Linked DNA regions of Mus musculus: region 2 is linked to region 1. The links are chromatin contacts, called in public ChIA-PET maps. All regions are on one chromosome and are shown on one strand. The core of a region is the stretch at or near the end of the contact, and the rest is flanking DNA. Distances in the headings are between cores, read along the strand shown. Region 1 has its middle 180 kb from the start of Rps6ka3. Region 2 holds the start of Rps6ka3 (ribosomal protein S6 kinase polypeptide 3).

Region 1 (4,177 bases), core at 857-3,356:
GGGTCCCCAAGTATGTCTCAATAATTCCTTTTCTTCCTTTTGTTCTATTCCTTTCCTTCTTTCTCCTCTTCTGTCTCTTTCTCTTTCCTAACCTCCTGTCCCCCCTGTGTCCTTCCTTTCTTGTTTTCCTTTTCCTCTTCATCCCTAGCTTCTCCTCCTATTTCTCCCCATGCATACTTGTCAAGCACCTACAGCAAGATCTGTGCCTGGGGTGCTAGAGGAAAGCTAAACCAACCGTCTGTCTCCCAGTGAGGTGGCTGCATTGCCCGTTTGTTAGTGAAGGTCAGGAATGCTCTCAGGGAAATAATAACTTTGAAGAAGAGTTGGGGGCTCAACCAGGTGACAAAGTGGACATGTTCACTGTCAGCATAAGCAAGGCACAAAAAAGATCAGGGATAAGAAGAACCACAACACCACATTTCATCCCCCAGCACCTGCCTCACCATTTTCCCTGAGCTTCTACTTACCAAGTGCCTATGATATGGCCAACAGTACTACATGTAGGTCCTGAGACCCGTGACCAGATATAAAAGACCTTATCCCTGCTCTTGGGCAACTTATTTGCTACTAGTAAAATGGCCCAGGATTTTCTGGGATTCGCCTCATAATATGTTCCTGTACACTCACTGAAGTAATAATGTTTGGAAAATATTTCTTTTCAAACAGTCTCTCTCTCTCTCTCTCTCTCTCTCTCTCTCTCTCTCTCTCTCTCTCTCTCTCTCTCTGATTCACAATGTACAATTTTGCAGACAAGTCCCTGGGAAGCCTTCCATCAAGAAACCTGTTATTTTCATTTACTCGGCATTTCCCCAATGTATTTAACCAGCAGAGCCTTATTTTAAGTAGTACTTATTAAAATCACATGAAGCTAGTTTTCCAAAGGAATCTCTCCAGGCAATACTCAAGTGTTCCAGTCTCACAGACTTTTTGCTTATTATATCAGTTACTTATTTTCATAATAATGATGCCTGAAACAGTCACAAAACCTCCATGGCATACAATAATAAACACGTCATGCTTGAAACAGGTGACTAGGTGTCTCTGTTGCCCTTGACTGAGCTCACTCATATATTAGTCTGACAAGCTCTTCACTAGGATAACTGGACTGAATTGGCTATGGCCTGCTTGTCTTGGCCTCTGGTAGAGTAGCCTTAGCCTATTTCCTTAGTGATGACTGAAATATAAAAATTCAAGTTGATCTATTAGGTAATATTTTAGACCTCTCCTTTGTCTATTCTAACATCTGGATGGCCAAAGCAAGCCATGGGGCTGGATGCCCCAGAACAGGGGATGGGTATGAAGTTACAGGCTAAAGGCTGGCGATACAGGGACAGAGTAAGAATCAAGGACATTCTAGTGTTCAGTCACACCTGCTTAGGACCTCTTAACTCAGATGGCAACTTTTCCATGGAACCTCTTCTGATTTCCTTAGGCTCATTCCTGTTTTCCCTTGTGAGCTCCTCTACTAACATCTATTTCTTCCTGCTTGCTTCGGGAACTCTGAATACTCAGATTGTTCCACGAAATCAACAATTAATTACATGTGGATACTGACCACGCTGTTTTACTTTCATTATGTATCCCACAGCACCTGACACATTGGACTGTGGATTTTACTAAAGACCTACTAAGTAAAGGAAGATGGCTCTAGACCAGTGGTTCTCAGTCTGTGGGTCACAACCCCTTTGGGAACCCTCTATCTCCAAAAATATTTACATTACAATTCATAACAGTAGCAAAATTACAGTTATGAAGTAGCAATGAAAATAACTTGATAGTTTGGAGTCATAACAACATGAGGAACTGTATTCAAGGGTCTCAGCATTAGGAAGGTTGAGAACCACTGCTCTAGACATTTAGAAACCAGGGCTCCAGGGTGAGGTTGGCTCCCAGCTTCGACCTTGAAGGTTTGGTCTTTCTAGTCTTTCTGTTACCTGGGTTTGTACCTTTATAGAGCTCAGGTCTGCTCCAGGGTAGGCGGGATTTCTTGTCACAGATATAGCAGCAAACCCCTTCTTCATAGCCTGAAATCTAGGCTGTCTGTAGTATTCCTTTGTTCTCAAGTTGTCAGCTCTCACAAGGACTCTAACCACTTCCTCTGCACCTCAGGGCATGTGGGAACCTCACCCCTTCCTTTTTGTGGTATCAATCCTCCTAAATTCAGGCCACTCTGCATATTCCTTCCTGTCTCACTTTTGCTTCCTGTCTGTTCAGGCTATAGGGGGTGTGTTGCTGACCCCAAGGCATCACGAAAGAGGCATTTTGGGTGTTCCTCTGAGTCCAGCTCTTGGCTGGAAGCAGTAGGAGAGAGCTGGTCAGAAATAGAGTTATCTCATACATCAACAACCAGCCTCTGACTTTGAATAGGACAGCCACAGGCATAATAGGTCTAAGCAGCATCCGCCTGTGTCAGTGGCACCTATGTTCCCTAGCCCTGTAACCTTGGCAAGTCACTTCTTGGCTGTGCTTCCTCACTGGTGTAAAATAAGGGTCTTGGACATGTGGGTCTTTTGTCTTTAATGATGCTTGTGGTCACTCACATTACTTAGTTGCTTTGAAAAGGAGCTCTGAAGGCATGGGGGGGGGGGAATCACATTCTGAACCACACTAGGAGCTTTAAAAGCCCTAAGAGAACTTTATTGAATATTTCTAGTTCTTTCTTCTTTTATATATACTACAGTTCGAGCCTTGCAAAGGATAATGTCCATCTCTTGCTGTCTGCACCCTCCATATGCCCCTGTGTGGGCAGCATCCTGGTCACCAGGGTGCCCGGGAGACGTGCAGAATCTTGGGCCTAGGCCCACATGTGTTGATCTAAAACCCAAATTTATCAAGACCTCTGGATGAAGCATACAGATAAGTTTAGGGAACACTGGCTATGTGAGATAACCCTGAGAATGCTTGAAGATAAATGAAGCCTAAAATAGAAGTCCCAGTCTACAAGTATTAAGAATCCAGGCCCCAAAGGCCAAGAAACATGGGTCGGAATCTCAACTTGTCGCTTCTAGACTCGTGGTTTTTCAGAAAGGTACCTAACTCTTTCCAAGCTTTAGTTCTCTCATGTGTAAGACACTTAGCATGATGTCTGGCACTCAGGAAGTGCTTGGTAAATGTTAGCACAACAGGACTTAGGGTTAAAAGCACAGAATCTATGACTGGGGTGGCCTGAGTTTATAATCTTGGCTCTTCTACTTAATAGTTGTCTGACCTTCAAGAACTTTTCTGTGTCCCAGCTTCCTTAATTACAATGGGAAAACAAAACAAAACAAAACAAACCAGTAATGCTATGATGTGAATTTCATGGGTTAAGATTTGCAAAGTGTTACTTTGCAGTATGAACACTGGAACATAGTAAGAACTAAGTGTCTGTTAAAAATTATACCATTGTTGTTTTATAGACTTGATGAAAGGAGGAGAGTCAGGCATCCATAAACTCGTTAAGGCTTCATAAGGGAAGGGGTTATTTCTCCCCTACATAAGGAAGTCAGGAAACATGAAGCCCGTGTTGCTTTCTAGTACTGCTGGAACCCAGATGCCTCTCTTCACCGACATCCTCATCAGGTGGATTCCATCCTTGTGGCACAGGATGGCTCCTGAAGCTCTAGTTCCCATTCCTGTGTATCAGGCCAGTGGGATGCAGAAGTGGAGGAGAGTCCAGGGGCTGTAGGCTAGTTATGAGCGCAGCATCTGAGGAGTGCAACTGCTGTTGTTCTCATTGAATCCTTCCTACGGGTCATAATCAGGAGCTTCTTAGTTGAGTGCTTTGACCCTGGATATCCCAGGCTGCAATCAGGATGTTAGCTTGGAAACTCAAAATAGGAAGTTTACTGTAGTTTGGGGCAGGCCTCAGACAATCTCCTTTCAAACTCCCTCACACTGGTGTCTCTTTAGAGTACCTCATGACATAACAGCTGCTTCACATATTAGAATCCAGTCCATACTAAGGGGAGGGGATTGCACAAAGGCTGGGATATTAGGAGGTGGCCACCCCTAAGGCTATACAGCATGGGCTTCTTTCTAGGGGTCCTGATGCCTTTAACCAGGCTTACGGAAATTCTCATGCATCATTTTGCTTAGAACTAAAAGGCCAGGACTTAGGTATATGGCCATAGAGAACTGCAAGAGAGATTGAAAAATATAATCATGCAGCTAGGTGCATTTCCACCCTCAATGAAAA
Region 2 (4,295 bases), core at 91-2,590, 180 kb before region 1:
CACTCTGGAGAGGAGCGCTGATACCCTGGAATGGATCTTGTCTGCATTATTTTTTTAGATCGCCAGTTGATTCTGGGACAGTGGCGGCTGTGAAAAGCTCGGTGCTGGGATGTGTCCGCGGAAATTCTGTTTTGCCTTGTTTGGGTATACTGTTTGGGTTTCTGACACTGGGGTGGGTATCTCAGGGCCGATCATCAGATCCCGGGAGAGGAAAATCAGATAGCCCTTTTACAGCGTCCGCTGATCTCCTTGAATTTCACCCGCTCACCTCCATGGACAGGAAGCAAAAGTTATACTGGGGTCTTCCAACTCAGTGACCTCAAAACCTAGGAGTAGGGGACCTAAGGCGCTCCGTTTTTCTTTTGCAGCAGCGGCAGAGAGCGCTGCGGCAGACTGACCGGGGTGTGGGGGGATCCCTCAGTCCTGGACCCCTTACTCAAAACCCTCCCGGCTTGGCTCGCCCACCTTGCCCTGTGGGCGCCCGTCTCCCTGTAGCAAACCCCTCCGGCGGCCAGACTGAAGTCTTGGCTCCTGGTGAACCGAATCCAAAGTCTCTAAGATTCCGGAGAAGACCCTAGAGCCGGCAGGGCCAAACTTCCCAACTCCCCGCCGCCGGCTCCTGCTTTGCCTCCTGCTTCCCCCACGCAAAGTTGATTAAAACAGGCTCTTTGCAAAGCCTCAGCGCCCACTCCAAACCCCACGCGCCGCCACACCGGCACCCCCCAACCCCAAAAGCAGGGAGAGGCGAGGGTGCGGGAAGGAGACACAGACAGATCGGCAAAGCCCAACGACCCAAAGCAGAATCTCGCCCCGGGAACAAGATGTGAGCCGGCGGCGGAGGTGGTCTAAGGGGGGCAGCTCCGGGGAAGAGAGCTAGCGCCGGCGGGGGCGTGGGGAAGGGGCGCGCCTGCCCTGCCGCACGGCTGCACTCACCTCCGCGCTGTCGGAAGGGCTCTCCACAGCCATCTTCTGCCACGGGTCCGCCAGCTGCGCCAGCGGCATCTTTCCCCCCCTCCCCGGCCCGCCGCCGCCTTCACCGCCTCCTCCCTCCCCACCCGCCCCACAGCCGGCTCGGCTCCTTAGCCACTCGAGCTCCAAGGCAGAGCCGAGAAGCAGCAGCCGGGCAGCCGCGGCTCCCCCGAGAGCGAGCTCGACGCCGACGCCGACGCCGACCACCCGAACGCCCAGCGCCTAGCCACAGCCGCCCGCACTCCAAGCGAGAGCCTTGCGCCGCCGCCAGGCACCAGGGCTCGCCCCTTTCTTCCTCTCCTCCTTCCGCCGCCCGGACTACGGCTCCGCCCCCCGCCTCCCCTCCCCGCCGCTTCCCGCGCCCGATCCCAGCAGAACAGCGACGGCCGCGCGCTCCCCCACTTCCGCTCACAACATGGCGTCTAAGCGATACCTGTCTCTCTAGAGCGAGGCTGGGCGGCCTCCGCCACCACCGCGCGCACCCAGGGGCGGGGCCAGTGCCGGACACGCCCCCTGGCTGGCCGCTCGGCGCCGCCCCTTTTCCACCTCCTACCCCTTCCTCCTCCTCCTCCTCCTCCTCCTCCTCCTCCTCCTCCTCCTCCTCCTCCACCTCCTCTCTCTAGCCTCAGCTTCTGGGCCTCGCCTACTTTCAGGAAGGGCGAGCCCAAAAAATTTGGGGGCGTTGGCGGGAGATGGGGTGGGGAGAGAAATGGGCTCTGCGGGGCGGACGAGGTGCCTTTGACTGCCACGAGTCCTAACAGCTCGGAGACTAGTTGAGAATAGGAGAGCAGAGGGGTTCGCGCTCAGCTGGTGAAGCTGGGCAAGGCGCTGGGGGCGCAGTCCGGTGGTAGCAGCCCCAGGCGGAGGCAGGAGGTGTCTTTTCGGCCTTTCTCCTCCAGGGGTGCGCGTGGGCGCGCCTAGGCTATGGGCACATCCCCTCCTGGCCCAAGACTCTCCTCCTTCAGGGTCACAAGCTGGGTATTCATTCACCTGACCCCTTTTCTCCTGCTTGGACGGGGACTCAAGAGGCTTCTTTCCCGGGAGCTAGCCACACATACGTACGTTCGGCTCCCAATTTGATTCAAAGCTTTTCGAGTTGACTCTCGTGTTCAATGTTTAGTACTTTGGAAATTTTTCGTCCCACCCTACCTCCGCCCTAATAACCCTTCCCAAGTGCATAGAGCCCTCGAGTTTCGGCCCAGACTGTCACACTCCTCCCTTGCTACCTAAAGCTTAAAAGAAAACAGGTTCCTTAAGGTTGCCCTTCTTGGCAGAGATTAAGGAGTTAGTAAAAATATCTTCTAGGCAGGAGCGCGGGGTTCCTGCTTCTCCGTTGACTTTAAATAAAAGATTAGATTTTTTTTTTTAAATCAAGCTGGTCGTAGGCGGAGGAGAAAGGGAGGGGAGGTTGTGACTCCTCCTCCTGCCCGAGAAGAGGAAGCCCTAGGTTAAGGGAACCCAATCCTCAGTCGGCAACGGAGCCACAGAATTCTAAGAGTTCGAGAATTAATGGCTGGGCGCTCTGAGTGGATTCCGGGAAGGCTCAGTCCTGGGTTCTCGAGCCCGCTGCTTAGATGCGCTGAGTATGTCTGGGATGTGTAAAAGTCGCTGGGCTGAGTGGAAAGCTACTGCAGCCCCTGGCTAACCGCCCTGCATCGGAAAGAAACACACACACACACACACACACACACACACACACACACACACACACACACACACACACACACACACACATCTCAGGCCAGCTTGTCTACCCAGTCCACATATCTCAGGCCAGCTTGTCTCCCCAGTCCCCAAGGCCTGGAGGGAGGCATCTCTAGCCTCCCACGCTTGGCTACCACAGCGCGTCCCCCCGCTGCGCTCTCCCTGCATGCCTTTTAACAGTTTCCTTTAATCATCCCAGGATCCAGACACCTGGAGTGTCCCCGCCTCACTCCCTTCAGCAGGTGTGAGAATGACCTTACAACCCCACACCTAGCTGGCCCGGGCTGTGGGAGCTGTGCGAGGTTTCTTGCTTGGTCCGACAGAGACAGGTGCTGGGCTCCTTTTGCTGCCATCTGCAGTTTGCCCCTCCAGGCCTAGGAGCCTCATCTGATGAAAGCTCCAACTGTTTTTTTGGGGGGGGGGGCAGCCGGAAATTCTTGCTGAGAGCCCCCTCCCTCAGCCTTGAACTCAGGGACAGATCGCGTTAAACAACAACTAGGCAGGCTCAGAATAAACTGGAGGAGAGAGGCACGACGAGGAGATTGTCACCATTTTTGATTCGGGTGCTGCAAGTACAACCAGGGCCCTAACACAGGTTAGTTGGCCGCGCTGTCTTGATGTAAAAAACAAAACAAAACAAAACAAAACAACAACAACAACAACAAAACATAAACGTGCTCAAAGAAGTTTGACGTTATGGAATTATGTATTGTTTTGCATTTATACACAGAAAACCTAAATTATGTGTCCAAACACACTCTGGCACTAATTACCCCATAGAAACCATATAAAATAAGCCTTTTGAGCCAGGGAGAGGGTTTGTTTAGTGGGTAAAGACACTTGCTGTTTGATAACTTGAGTTTTGATCCCTTGGACAAGAATGGTGGAAAGACAGAGAGAGAGCTGACTCCTAGAAGTTGTCCTGTGATCTCCTAGGCTGGCACACATAGGCACACACATATTCAACAAATAAATTAATGTAATTAAAAAAAATTAAAAGCAAAGCATGCTGTGTGCTGTTTTCAGAACCAACTTTTGATGGTTTCTGTTTACCCTGAAAACAAACCAGAGTAATTTAATTCAATTTTATTTTTTGTAGTTCTCCGGATTGACCTTGGGGCCTCCCTCACTCACAGTATTCGAGCATTCTCAGTTATATTCCCAAGACTTTTTTGTTGTTGTTGTTGTTCTGAGTCAAGCTCTCACGAAGTCTCCCAGTTAAGATTAAGTCTTGTAGTTTTTCTGCCTCGAACTAGCAAGTAGCTGGGAGTTACAGGCCAGTAGCATCAGACCCTGCCTGGAATAACTTTGAAAACAAGGTTAACTGCAATTGTGGGGACTGACTGGTAAGTATGGGTTCAAACACCCCTACCACAGATGTCTTCTTGAACTGGGAACTGATTTAGAAAAATACAATTCATTCTCTCTCTCTCTCTCTCTCTCTCTCTCTCTCTCTCTCTCTCTGCCTCTGAAAATAAAGAAAAGAAAATGATGGGGAAGTGTTTCCTCCGTTTATTTAATCAGATCCAAAAGTAGTGCACTAATCCTCTTTGCTTGGATAATTTAGGGAAAAAAAATCAACTAAGAGTACAATATTTATCCCTGCCTCATCCCCTGTACAC

What was found. ChIA-PET counts read pairs in DNA pulled down with a chosen protein or histone mark.
Region 2: an RNA polymerase II ChIA-PET map of memory CD8 T cells shows a contact between it and region 1, with 82 read pairs. The contact joins the promoter of Rps6ka3 here to the enhancer-like site in region 1. A contact is called at or near these places in 4 of 484 Hi-C or Micro-C datasets (the HL-1 cell line, cardiomyocytes, cerebellum and 1 more), 10 of 115 datasets of contacts at active chromatin or transcription factors (the SCID.adh cell line, T-cell acute lymphoblastic leukemia, cardiomyocytes and 7 more) and 3 of 9 other capture datasets (adipose tissue, liver and pancreatic islet).

Annotation. Positions count from the first base shown.
Region 1 is chrX:159,078,675-159,082,851 of GRCm38.p6, reverse strand. No RefSeq gene overlaps it. Among named protein-coding and RNA genes, the nearest start is that of Rps6ka3, 180 kb to the left of the region's middle. Within about 2 kb of position 2,106, at least 39 of the 459 cell types and tissues checked have an H3K27ac peak or open chromatin away from gene starts, as enhancers often do. A contact at or near this core is called in the SCID.adh cell line, T-cell acute lymphoblastic leukemia, memory CD8 T cells and 1 more, where this site is marked.
Region 2 is chrX:159,252,827-159,257,121 of GRCm38.p6, reverse strand. It overlaps Rps6ka3 (ribosomal protein S6 kinase polypeptide 3), which reads right to left and starts at 1,340. Exons shown (of 22, transcript NM_148945.2): 1 at 934-1,340. The coding sequence starts at 1,002.